Linked DNA regions of Xenopus laevis: region 1 is linked to region 2. Evidence: chromatin contacts called from public Hi-C data. All regions are on one chromosome and are shown on one strand. Each heading gives the region's core, a stretch centred on a gene start, on an enhancer-like site or on the middle of the called end of the contact. The rest is flanking DNA. Distances are from core to core; before and after follow the strand shown. Region 1 holds the start of ccnd1.L (cyclin D1 L homeolog). Region 2 holds the start of LOC121402925 (small integral membrane protein 38-like).

The links. Hi-C and Micro-C count contacts between places; a contact is called where the count stands out from the background.
Region 1: a Hi-C map of the XL177 cell line shows a contact between it and region 2, with 5 times the contacts expected there. The contact joins the promoter of ccnd1.L here to the promoter of LOC121402925 in region 2. A contact is called at or near these places in 2 of 4 Hi-C or Micro-C datasets (the XL177 cell line and the XTC cell line).

Annotation. Positions count from the first base shown.
Region 1 is chr4L:10,582,416-10,588,030 of Xenopus_laevis_v10.1, forward strand. It overlaps ccnd1.L (cyclin D1 L homeolog), which reads left to right and starts at 3,374. Exons shown (of 5, transcript NM_001086776.1): 1 at 3,374-3,659; 2 at 4,445-4,660. The coding sequence starts at 3,468.
Region 2 is chr4L:10,354,880-10,359,874 of Xenopus_laevis_v10.1, forward strand. LOC121402925 (small integral membrane protein 38-like) reads left to right here and starts at 3,504. Exons shown (of 3, transcript XM_041589822.1): 1 at 3,504-3,708.

The DNA of each region.
Region 1 (5,615 bases), core at 2,124-4,623, 230 kb after region 2:
CAAAAAAAGTAAAGTTCCCTTTTTTTCTCAGCATTCTTTTGCTGAGCCGTTGCAGTTATAACCAGTTGCCAAACTAGTCCCCACACCCTGTCAGCCAGTCCCTCCCCCCCCCATTCAGCTCTTATCAGGCAGGGAGAGGTGGCCCTGTGATTGGGTGGAGGGATTTTATGAATGGAAGTTGCATTAAGGGGAAGTGTTGGGAGCTGCCTTTAACTCTTTGGAAAAGAAAAAAAAGTTATTGGGGGCCACTGCCCTGGTTGTAGGGGGTGCTGCTGGGAGTTGTAGTTGAACACAAGCTGCTTGCACTATAATAATGTATAGAGTGGCCTCCCTGGCACGGCTGCTCCCCCCGAAAAGGAAACGTACTGATATCTGGGCTGGGTGTGGGGCAGATACTGAGCACACATTGTGGTTCTTTCTTGCACTTTGTTTATCCCTAACCTGCCCCTACAGCAAAGTGACCCTGGGCTACAAGGTGGATCGCTGAGTTTAGCTGCACTTAAGTGATTGTGGCCAGAAGGGAAGTGGCCGCCTGTGAGTGTGCGACTGAATGAAATGACTGGGCCCATTGAAGAAGTGGCTGCTCTCTGGCTCATTCACACACAGAGGGAAGTTACTGTTTCACAGGATCAGATGGTTTATACTTATCTCTCGTGATAAACATTTCCGACTCGGTAACAGCTGCTCTGATAATTTACTAACTGCCTGCCCCAGACATGACTGGGGTGTGTGAATGCTCTGGGCCCCGTGCACTAGGGGCCAAAATAAAGAACATTACTGGTGGGACTCAGGGAAGGTGGGACGAGTCAGTAGGACAAGGTGGAGTCAGTAGAGCAAACTGGTGTCAAGAGGGCAAGATGGAGTCGTTAAAACAATATGGAGTCAGTAGGACAAGATGGCGTGAGTAGGACAAGATGGAGTCAGTAGAGTAGGATGGAGTTATTACAACAAGATGGAGTCAGTAGAGTAAGATGGAGTCATTACAACAAGATGGAGTCAGTAGGACAAGGTGGAGTGAGTAGGATAAAGGAGATTCAGTAAGACATGATGGAGTGAGTAGGACAAGGCGGAATCAGTAGGACAAGATGGCGTCAATAGGGTAAGATGGAGTGAGTAGAACAAGATGGAGTCAGTAGGACAAGGTAGAATCTGTAGGACAAGATGGAGTCAGTAGAAAAGGGGGACTGAGTTGGACAAGATGGCGTCAATAGGACAAGATGGCGTCAGTAGGACAAGATGGCGTCAATAGGGTAAGATGGAAACAATAGGGTTAGATGGAGTCAGTAGGACAAGGTAGAATCTGTAGGACAAGATGGGAGTCAGTAGCAAAGGGGGAGTCAGTTGGACAAGATGGAGTAATGCTTTATATCTTTATTGCCAAATCAAAGTTTGGTAAGAAGTTATTCAAATTCTTGAAAACTAGGGGCCCCATGTCTGTGTGTGTGTGGGGGGGGGAGATTATAGAAAGTTGAGCTGTGACACTCCAGTTGTTAAACCACAACTCCCAGCATTCACTGACACACATCTGAACAGAGATATAAATATTATCAACATAACAATGTGCCCTTTGTACCTGTGCAGTTTTCCCAGGAGCCCCTGTTGTGCCTGAGGTAAATATTATTTATATGCACACGGTTTTATGCCACATGTTCTATAGGGGCCCCAAACCTAAACCTGCTCTGCTTGTCCTCCCTTCTGTCCTCGTCCCCTTGTCCTGTTCCACTGAACTCCCAGCAGGTACAGAGTAATCATTCCCTGTTCCACACACCCACGCGCAGCAGTTATATTGCACCAACACACATTGACCTTGGCACGTCCAGTAAATATATCCCAATAAGATAAAGATGGGTGTCCCTATTCTGAAGAGCTTGCAATCTATGGGGAGCACATTAAACCAACCATGAGCAGCAGTAGATGGATATAATATAGGAACTATTCTGTAAGTGGGGCAGGGGCTAATTCCATTACGTGCAGTTAAATGAGTGCAGAGTACTGAAGAGCTTACACTCTATGCATGGACAGGGCTGATTCAAAACGAAAACGTTCAGGGGCTTTTCCAGGTGGGTGGTGGAGGAGGAGGTGCATATGAGAAAGAAGAGCTTACACTCTAAGGATGGACAGGGCTGTAACTATAGAGGAAGCAGACCCTGCAGGGGGTATATGAGGCCCCATGAGACCCTAACTCATATATAGTTTCAATGAATGTTGGTAAAACAGGTCAACAGCTAAACATTTTGGGGGCCTGAAAAATAATTGGCTGTGGGGCCCAGTAACATCTAATTACACCACTGACAGGGCTAATTAAAAAATAAAAAGTTTGGGGGCTTTTCCAGGTTGGTGGTGGAGGAGGAGGTGCATAAGAGGAAGAAGAGCTTACACTCTAAGCAGGGACAGGGCTGATTAAAAAAAAAAGTTCAGGGTCTTTTAAAGTTGGGTGGTGGAGGAGGAGGTGTGTATGAGGAAGAAGAGCTTACACTCTAAGCACGGGCAAGGCTGATTAAAAAAAGAAAAGGTTTGGGGGCTTTTCCAGGTGGGTGGTGGAGGAGGAGGTGCATTAGAGCCGGAAGAAGAGCTTAAACTCTAAGCATAATGGACAAGGCTGATTAAAAAAGTAAAACGTTTGGGGGCTTTTCCATGTTGGTGGTGAAAGAGGAGGTGCATTAGAGGAAGAAGAGCTTACACTCTAAGCACGGACATGGCTGATTAAAAAATAAAACGTTCAGGGGCTTTTCCATGTGGTTGGTGGAGGAGGAGGTGCATAAGAGGAAGAAGAGCTTACACTCTAAGCATGGACAGGGCTCAGGGCTGTAACTATAGAGGAAACAGACCCAGGGGGTATATGAGACCCTAACTCATATACAGTTTCAATAAATATTGGTAAAACAGGTCAACCGCTAAACATTTTGGGGGCCTGAAAAATAATTGGCTGTGGGGCCCAGTAACATCTAGTTACACCACTGACAGGGCTAATTAAAAAAGAAAAAGTTTAGGGGCTTTTCCAAGTGGCTGGGGTGGAGGGGGAGGTGCATAAGAGGAAGAAGAGCTTACACTCTAAGCATGATGGACAAGGCTGATTAAAAAAATAAAAAGTTCGGGGGCTTTTCCAGGTGGGTGGTGGAGGAGGAGAAAGAAGAGCTTACACTCTATGAATGGAGGGGGTGGGTAGAGAGGCGCCTTGTTGCACACATGTCGCACTGAGTTTAGTTGCAGTCGCACACACACTGGGGCACAGGAGAAACGACTCAATTAGAGGAGCCAGTTGCTGAGCAGCCTCCTCCCCCAGGCCGGACTCATTGTTCAGGAGGGGCCGGACTATGGGGCCGGTTTAAACTCAGCCTGGCCCGGCTCATTCTCTTTCTCTCATTCCCCACTTTGATCTCCTTCTGGCAACATCGCGTCACTGAGCCGGGGAGCTCACAGAGAAAGAGGCTCCTGCAGGGAAAGACGCGCAAAGACGCACAGACAACATGGAGCTTCTATGCTGCGAGGTGGACACCATCAGGAGGGCCCATCTGGACAGGAACCTCATCACCGACCGGGTGCTGCAGACCATGCTCAAAGCAGAGGAGACCTCCTGCCCCAGCATGTCTTATTTCAAGTGCGTCCAGAAGGAGATCCTGCCCAACATGCGCAAAATAGTGGCCACCTGGATGCTGGAGGTTGGTGCGCCTCTCACTTTCACCCAGAACTCCCTGGGGTACTGGGGGGCGCCCGACTCATTTGGTGGAGTCCAAAATCTGCCTAGATTTGATCTTTCTGTGGGTTCCTTCCAACCACAACCTTCTTGGTGGATTCCAAGATCCAGAATAGCTGGGCAAAAGGGGGGTCTCTGATCCATACAAAGTCCAATGGTTAGGGGGACTTTAGAGAAACCCATTCAGAGGAGGTCTGACCCCATTAGTTGATTCCAAATATAGACATTGAAAGTCCCATGATAAAGTTCCATCCTAAAACATGATTTCCTAAAATAAATATCAGCCCTGGGGTATAATCAGGGTCTTCCTTCCTCTGCCCCAGTGGCAACAAGAAAGGGGAAGATTCAACTCCAACTCCTTAACTTATTTATACTGGGGGTAAATGGCCAATAACACAGCTTTGTTTTTGCTATTAACGTTTGGAAACTTTATAAACTTGGGGTCCCACATGCCAAATCCATAAAGCTCCCATTGTGTTTGTTCAGTGTTACCATGACCCAACAGGGTGTCATTATGTATCTGTAATAAAGCCTATTAAATGAGATCATTTGTGGGGTGCAGTGGTTTGCACCCCAGTAGCAATGTATGTAATGATATCCTTGGGTTACATTCTATCACCCAACAGCTCAGTTTATTCAGAATCTGTTGGGTTGAATTATACAGACAGGATGCAACTGTCATATTGTTATAATCATGAACCCCCTTCCTTATTATAATCTCTGCCCCCCCTATATGTGCCCCCCTCTAAGGTTTGCGAGGAGCAGAAGTGCGAAGAGGAAGTTTTCCCCCTCGCTATGAACTATTTGGACCGATTCCTGTCCGTGGAGCCCCTCCGGAAGAGCTGGTTGCAGTTGCTGGGGGCCACTTGTATGTTCCTGGCTTCTAAAATGAAGGAAACCATCCCACTGACCGCAGAGAAACTTTGCATTTACACCGACAATTCCATCAGGCCAGACGAGTTACTGGTAATTTCCTTCTTTATTCTATAGAGATTCTATATGTGGCAGCCTGACCCACTCTAGCCTGTCTGGGGGGGGGTTATATTGTATATATAGAGGAGCGTGGGGTGGTTGTTTCCATACACGAGGCCCTTTTTGTAAAAAATAAATATATAAATATAAATATCAAAGCCAGAGAATGCATTTTCCTAACTCTGAAATCATGGCTCAGTCTCCACATATGAATAACATGCTTGTGCCACATGTAACTTGCCCTTAGCGGCTGGCGCCCCCCTGTGGAATTCAAGTGCCAACAGGTCTATTCATTAAAGACTTTTCTGATTCATCCTGTTTCCAGGCACCAGCAGGTCACACACAAATGTAAGGGGGGTATGGAAAAAAACAAACAAAAAAAACTGCTGATTCCGACCACTGAAACAAAGTAGCTGCGACGTTGTTTCAAGAGTCAGATTTATAGAACACAATTATACAAGTAACCCTTGTTTATTATCCACCATTTATTCCCTGTTTGTTATAACTAAGGTAAAGCAGTGCGTAGCTTGTCGGCGCTATATAAATAAATTACAATAATTAAAGGGTAATTATCACGGAAATAAAAATGTAATATTTGCTTCCTCGTACTGAAATAATGCTGCATTGTTTCTAAATAATCAAGTTTATGTTCCCTATTCCTCTCTCAGCATCTGTTTCTCTTCATTCTGTCTTCATGCAGCAGTTGGGTGTCAGATAATCATTGACAGTTAGATCCAATATATCTTATAGGGGGGCTCCTTTTGCCTAGAAGATGTATTAGAGCTCACTCTATTAAAATCACCAGACATTGTGTCTCTCTACATGCAGAATTTGTGAAAAACGCAGTTATTTTGTTAGATTTTGTTTGTACTGGATCCATGCAGGAGTTGGGTGTCAGATATTCATTCACAGTTAGCTCCAATATATCTTATAGGGGGGCTCATTTTGT
Region 2 (4,995 bases), core at 2,254-4,753:
TGTTATGCCCCAAATGTATAAAGAATTATATGGAAATAATTCAAGGTAAACTTTAGGGGGTCTAAACAGTGGAAACAGGGCCCTATACATAGTGAGGATACTTATGTCTATAACTTACTGACCGCCCTCAAATCAACCCTGCCTAATAATACCCCCAGCAAGATATGAGGACACTGAGATTTATTATTTTGTACAGGCCTGTTCTTGCTTAGCTATGAATATATTCATAGTATATATAAATTATATATTGTTCATATATTATTCTATTTTGGATTGTGCACCTCTGGCTTCATTCTTCGGATTGAGTGCAGGCACTGTGGGATATATATATATATATAATATTATAAGTTTCCGAGGAGTTCCATGACCATATAAAGAGGCTTATACAGGTCATGGAACTCTGAGGTGACTTCTAATATCCTCATATTTTGCAACAGGGGGTACTTTATTTATTATAATACACAAGTTTCAGTGAGTCATGAGACAGCAATGACATCACTAAGCTCCGATTGTAACCGATGACATCGCTAAGCACCATTTATAAGCATGTCATAGCTCTTGTGTATTAAAAGGATATACTGCAGGGGTATATAATAAATATACAGCGGGGGTAAATAATAAGGCTATGCAGGAGGGGAAAATAATATGGATATAGAACAGGGGTATATAGTAAGGTTATACAAGAGCAGGGGTATATAATAAGGATATACAGCAGGGGTATATAATAAGTAGTAATGCACAGAATCCAGGATTCAGTTCGGGATTCGGCCAGGATTCGGCCTTTTTCAGTGGGATTCAGATTCAGCCAAATCCTGCCTGGCCAAACTGAATCCAAATCCTAATTTGCATATGGAAATTAGGGGCAGGCAGGGAAAGCAAAAAGAGGAAGTAAAAAATGTTTTCCCCTTTCCACCCCTAATTTGCTTATGCAAATTATGATTCGGATTCAGTTCGATATTCGGCCGAATCTTTTGCAAGGGATTTGGGGGGTTTGGCCGAATCGAAAATAGTGGATTCATTGCATCCCTAATAATAAGGATATACAGTAGGGTTGTATAATAAGAATATGCAGCAGGGGTATAATAAGGCTATACAGTAGGGGTATATACTATGGATATGGAGCAGGGGTATATAATAAAGCTATACAGTAGGAGTATATACTATGGATGTGCAGCAAGGGTATATAATAAGGCTATACAGTAGGGGTATATACTATGGATATGGAGCAGGGGTATATAATAAAGCTATACAGTAGGGCTATATACTATGGATATGGAGCAGGGGTATATAATAAGGCTATACAGTAGGGGTATATACTATGGATATGGAACAGGGGTATAATAAAGCTATACAGTAGGGGTATATACTATGGCTATGGAGCAGGGGTATATTAGAAGGCTATACAGTAATGCAATATACTGTAATAAGTAGTGATTGGTGAATTTGTCCCATTTCGCTTTGCCACGGATTTCGCAAAGTTGATGCCGGTAGCGATTAAAGGCAATGGGCGTTCGATTATTGTCGCCAGTGTCTGAATTGTCTCCGTTGCCGTCGTCCGGCGAATTGTCAGGGCAAATTTGCAAATTTATTCGCTGGCGCTGAAACGCGGAAATTCACCGCAAATTTGTACCTGGCGAATAAATTCACAATCACTAGTAATAAGGATATACAATAGCAGGGCTATATAATAAGGATTGATAGAGTTTGTAGGAAGGAACCCACACACCTGCCCTGGGAGCTTTATCTCTGCTATTCACTCTCTCTCTCTCCCCACCTGCTGTTTATGTACAAGTGAAGGCAGCTGTACTCTGGGCAGAACTCGCTCTAACCTCGCCCAACCTTACCCCCTTATCAGCTCACAGGCCTCCACGCCCCACCACCTGCCCATTCAGCCTTACAAAACTTTGGTCAGGGGTGTAAACGTCTTCATTCCATAATAAAAGCATTACGTTTGTAGAAACAAGAAATTTGCATTTTCCTGTTATTAAATGGTTTTCACACGTGAGCTGTAACTGGGTGTTTTTTTAAGAATGTGGCCCAGGTTTTATAACACAGACTGGGCACTAGTGCAAATCAGGGGCACCTCTAACTGACCCAACGTCACCTTTCATACAACTTCTTTAATACTTTCCATAGACCTCCTATTGTGTTATAATCCCCAGAGTTTTGTGTGATGTGACTGGGGGAAGGCTAGCCATACAGAACCAATCAATGGAGCTTTAAAGGTTTTGTAGGTTTGCTCATAGCCTGTGCCAGGTATCCCCAAATTGTCAGGGCACCCCCCCACCCCAGATCCCGCCCACACCACAGTTAAAAGACCACAAAGACATTAGTGCTAAATACGGTAAACTCCCCACACAAGTTATAAAAGGCCATTAATGGTCAGGGCCCTCCTATAAGTTGGAAAAAAACCTGTTGCGCTAGGGCCCCCCATAAAAGTTTTTTTTAAAGAAATTGGTGGTCAAGGCTTCAGATCTTTTCGCGACTTCAGGACTTCAAGTTCTGCTCTTTTCGTGGCTTCGGGTCTTTTTGCAGCTTCAGGACTTCAAGTTCGGCTCTTTTCGTGGCTTCAGATCTTTTCGCGGCTTCAGGACTTCACGTTTGGCTCTTTACGTGGCTTCGGGTGTTTTCGTGGCTTCAGGACTTCAAGTTCGGCTCTTTTCGTGGCTTCAGATCTTTTCGCGGCTTCAGGACATTGAGTTTGGCTCTTTTCATGGCTTCGGGTCATTTTGCGGCTTCAGAACTTCAAGTTCAGCTCTTTTTGTGACTTCAGCAGGGCCGGAACTAGGGGTAGGCAGAGTAGGCATGTGCCTAGGGCGCAAAGGTGGAGGGGCGCCAGGCACGTACTTACTTCTACCCCTAGTCCGGTCCCTTCTCTCCTGACCGCCCATCTGTGCGCATACGCGAACGCATGCGTCAATTCACGCATGCGCAGAAGCGTCTCTGCGCTGAAGCGTCTCTGCGCTGAAGCATCTTTTCGTGCATGCGTAGAAGCGCGCAACTAGCCGGCGCAGCAACTGCCTAGGGCGCCTGCCCGGCTTGGCCCGGCTCTGGACTTCAGGCCTTTTCGCGGCTTCGGGACTTCAAGTTCGGCTCGTTTTGTGGCTTCGGATCTCTTCGCGGCTTCGGGACTTCAACTTCGGCTCGTTTTGTGGCTTCGGTCTTTTCGTGGCTTCAGGACTTCGGAGGTTCAGGACTTCTATCCAGGCCCCTCTCGATTCACATTCCAGCCTCTGGTTATTTAGTAATATAGTAATAGTAATAATATAGTAATTACAGGGCTAGACCAGCCTGTAACCAATCAGAGCATTGCAATGTCAACCTCTATAGAAGTTCATTTTCTTCTTTGTCACTTTTTCATAGTGAAGGGGCAATTCGGCTGTTCAAAGCCACCAGCCAGCTCCGCCTTGGTGCCCAAATGGTTAAAACCTCACTGCTCTCGTGTTACATTAAAGGAACAAACCCCTCAGGTATTTGGTTTCCTGCATCTCAGATAATTGGCGGTTTCCCAGTGAAAAGGAAGGGAACAATCAGGGCCCCCGGAGAACGGGGAGATCAATTTATAACACAGAATGAAGGTGTTAAAGCCGCACAATGAGAGATCAAAGTGGCCAACAGAAGGTGCCGGAGGGGAAGCAGATTGTCCTTTACATTTTGCTACGGCGGCCTGTATCTTTGTAACAGCAGATTAACCCCCAAAATGAAAAGGTAACTATTCTCTTTTGTCATTTAATCAAAGCTGCTCCAGCAGGAACCGCACCTGGTCTTCTGCAACATCAGGGAGGGATAGCCATGTAGTTAATGTTTAGCCGCTGGAATTATGGCAGCACCTGTCTTCATTCGGGAAGCCGTGACCCATGGCACGATTTTTCAATTTAGTGGCTATTTATGTCATGAGTGATTGAGTAGAAACCTACACGGGACTAAGTGACTGGACCTGAACCCTACCTGGATCTGTCACCCACACTTAGATCCACAACCCACACCAGCCCCATAACCGCATAACCTGTAACCTGACCCACTACCTGTTACCCACCATGAAACACAAGAGTGACATCATCATAAACACAGAACAGGCACCGTCCAAGGGTGGGCAGAAGTCAGGAAAGCCAGGGATGAGATGCAGAATTCTCTCCAGTAGGCGAATGTCTCCAAGAGGTTTTTTACGGCTGCAGTCACAGGGGCGCTTTTGCAAACCCTTGGGTATAAAGGGTAGAGTTATCAAAAAGCTGTACACAATGATAACATTTCTAAGCAGAGGCTGTTATGTAGCAAATCAAAGTTGGATTTAGGGCTTGGAGATGTACATCATAATGAAACAGTACAGTGATGCACAGTGACCCCAGCATTAACCAGCACAGTGACCCCAGCATTAACCAGCGTAGTGACCAAGCATTAACCAGCGTAGTGAACCCAGCATTAATCAGCACAGCAACCCCAGCATTAACCAGCACAGTGGCCCCAGCATTAACCAGCACAGTGACCCTCAGCACAGTGACCCCCAATTAACCAGCACAGTGACCCAGCATTAATCAGTGTAGTGAACCCAGCATTAAACAGCACAGTGACCCTCAGCACAGTGACCCCCAATTAACCAGCACAGTGACCCAGCATTAATCAGTGTAGTGAACCCAGCATTAAACAGCACAGTGACCCCAGCATTAACCAGCAACATGACCCAGCATTAACCAGCACAGCAACCCCAGCATTAATCAATGTAGTGAACCCAGCATTAACCAGCACAGTGACCCCAGCATTAACCGGAGTAGTGAACCCAGCATTAACCAGCAGAGTAACCCCAGCATTAATCAGCGTAGTGAACCCAGCATTAACCTGCACAGTGACCCCAGCATTAACCAGTACAATGACCACAGCATTTACCAGCACACTGACACCCAGTATTAATCAGCACAGTGACCCCAGCATTAACCAGCACAGTGATCACTAGCATAAACCAGTACAGCAACCCCAGCATTAATCAGCATAGTGACCCCA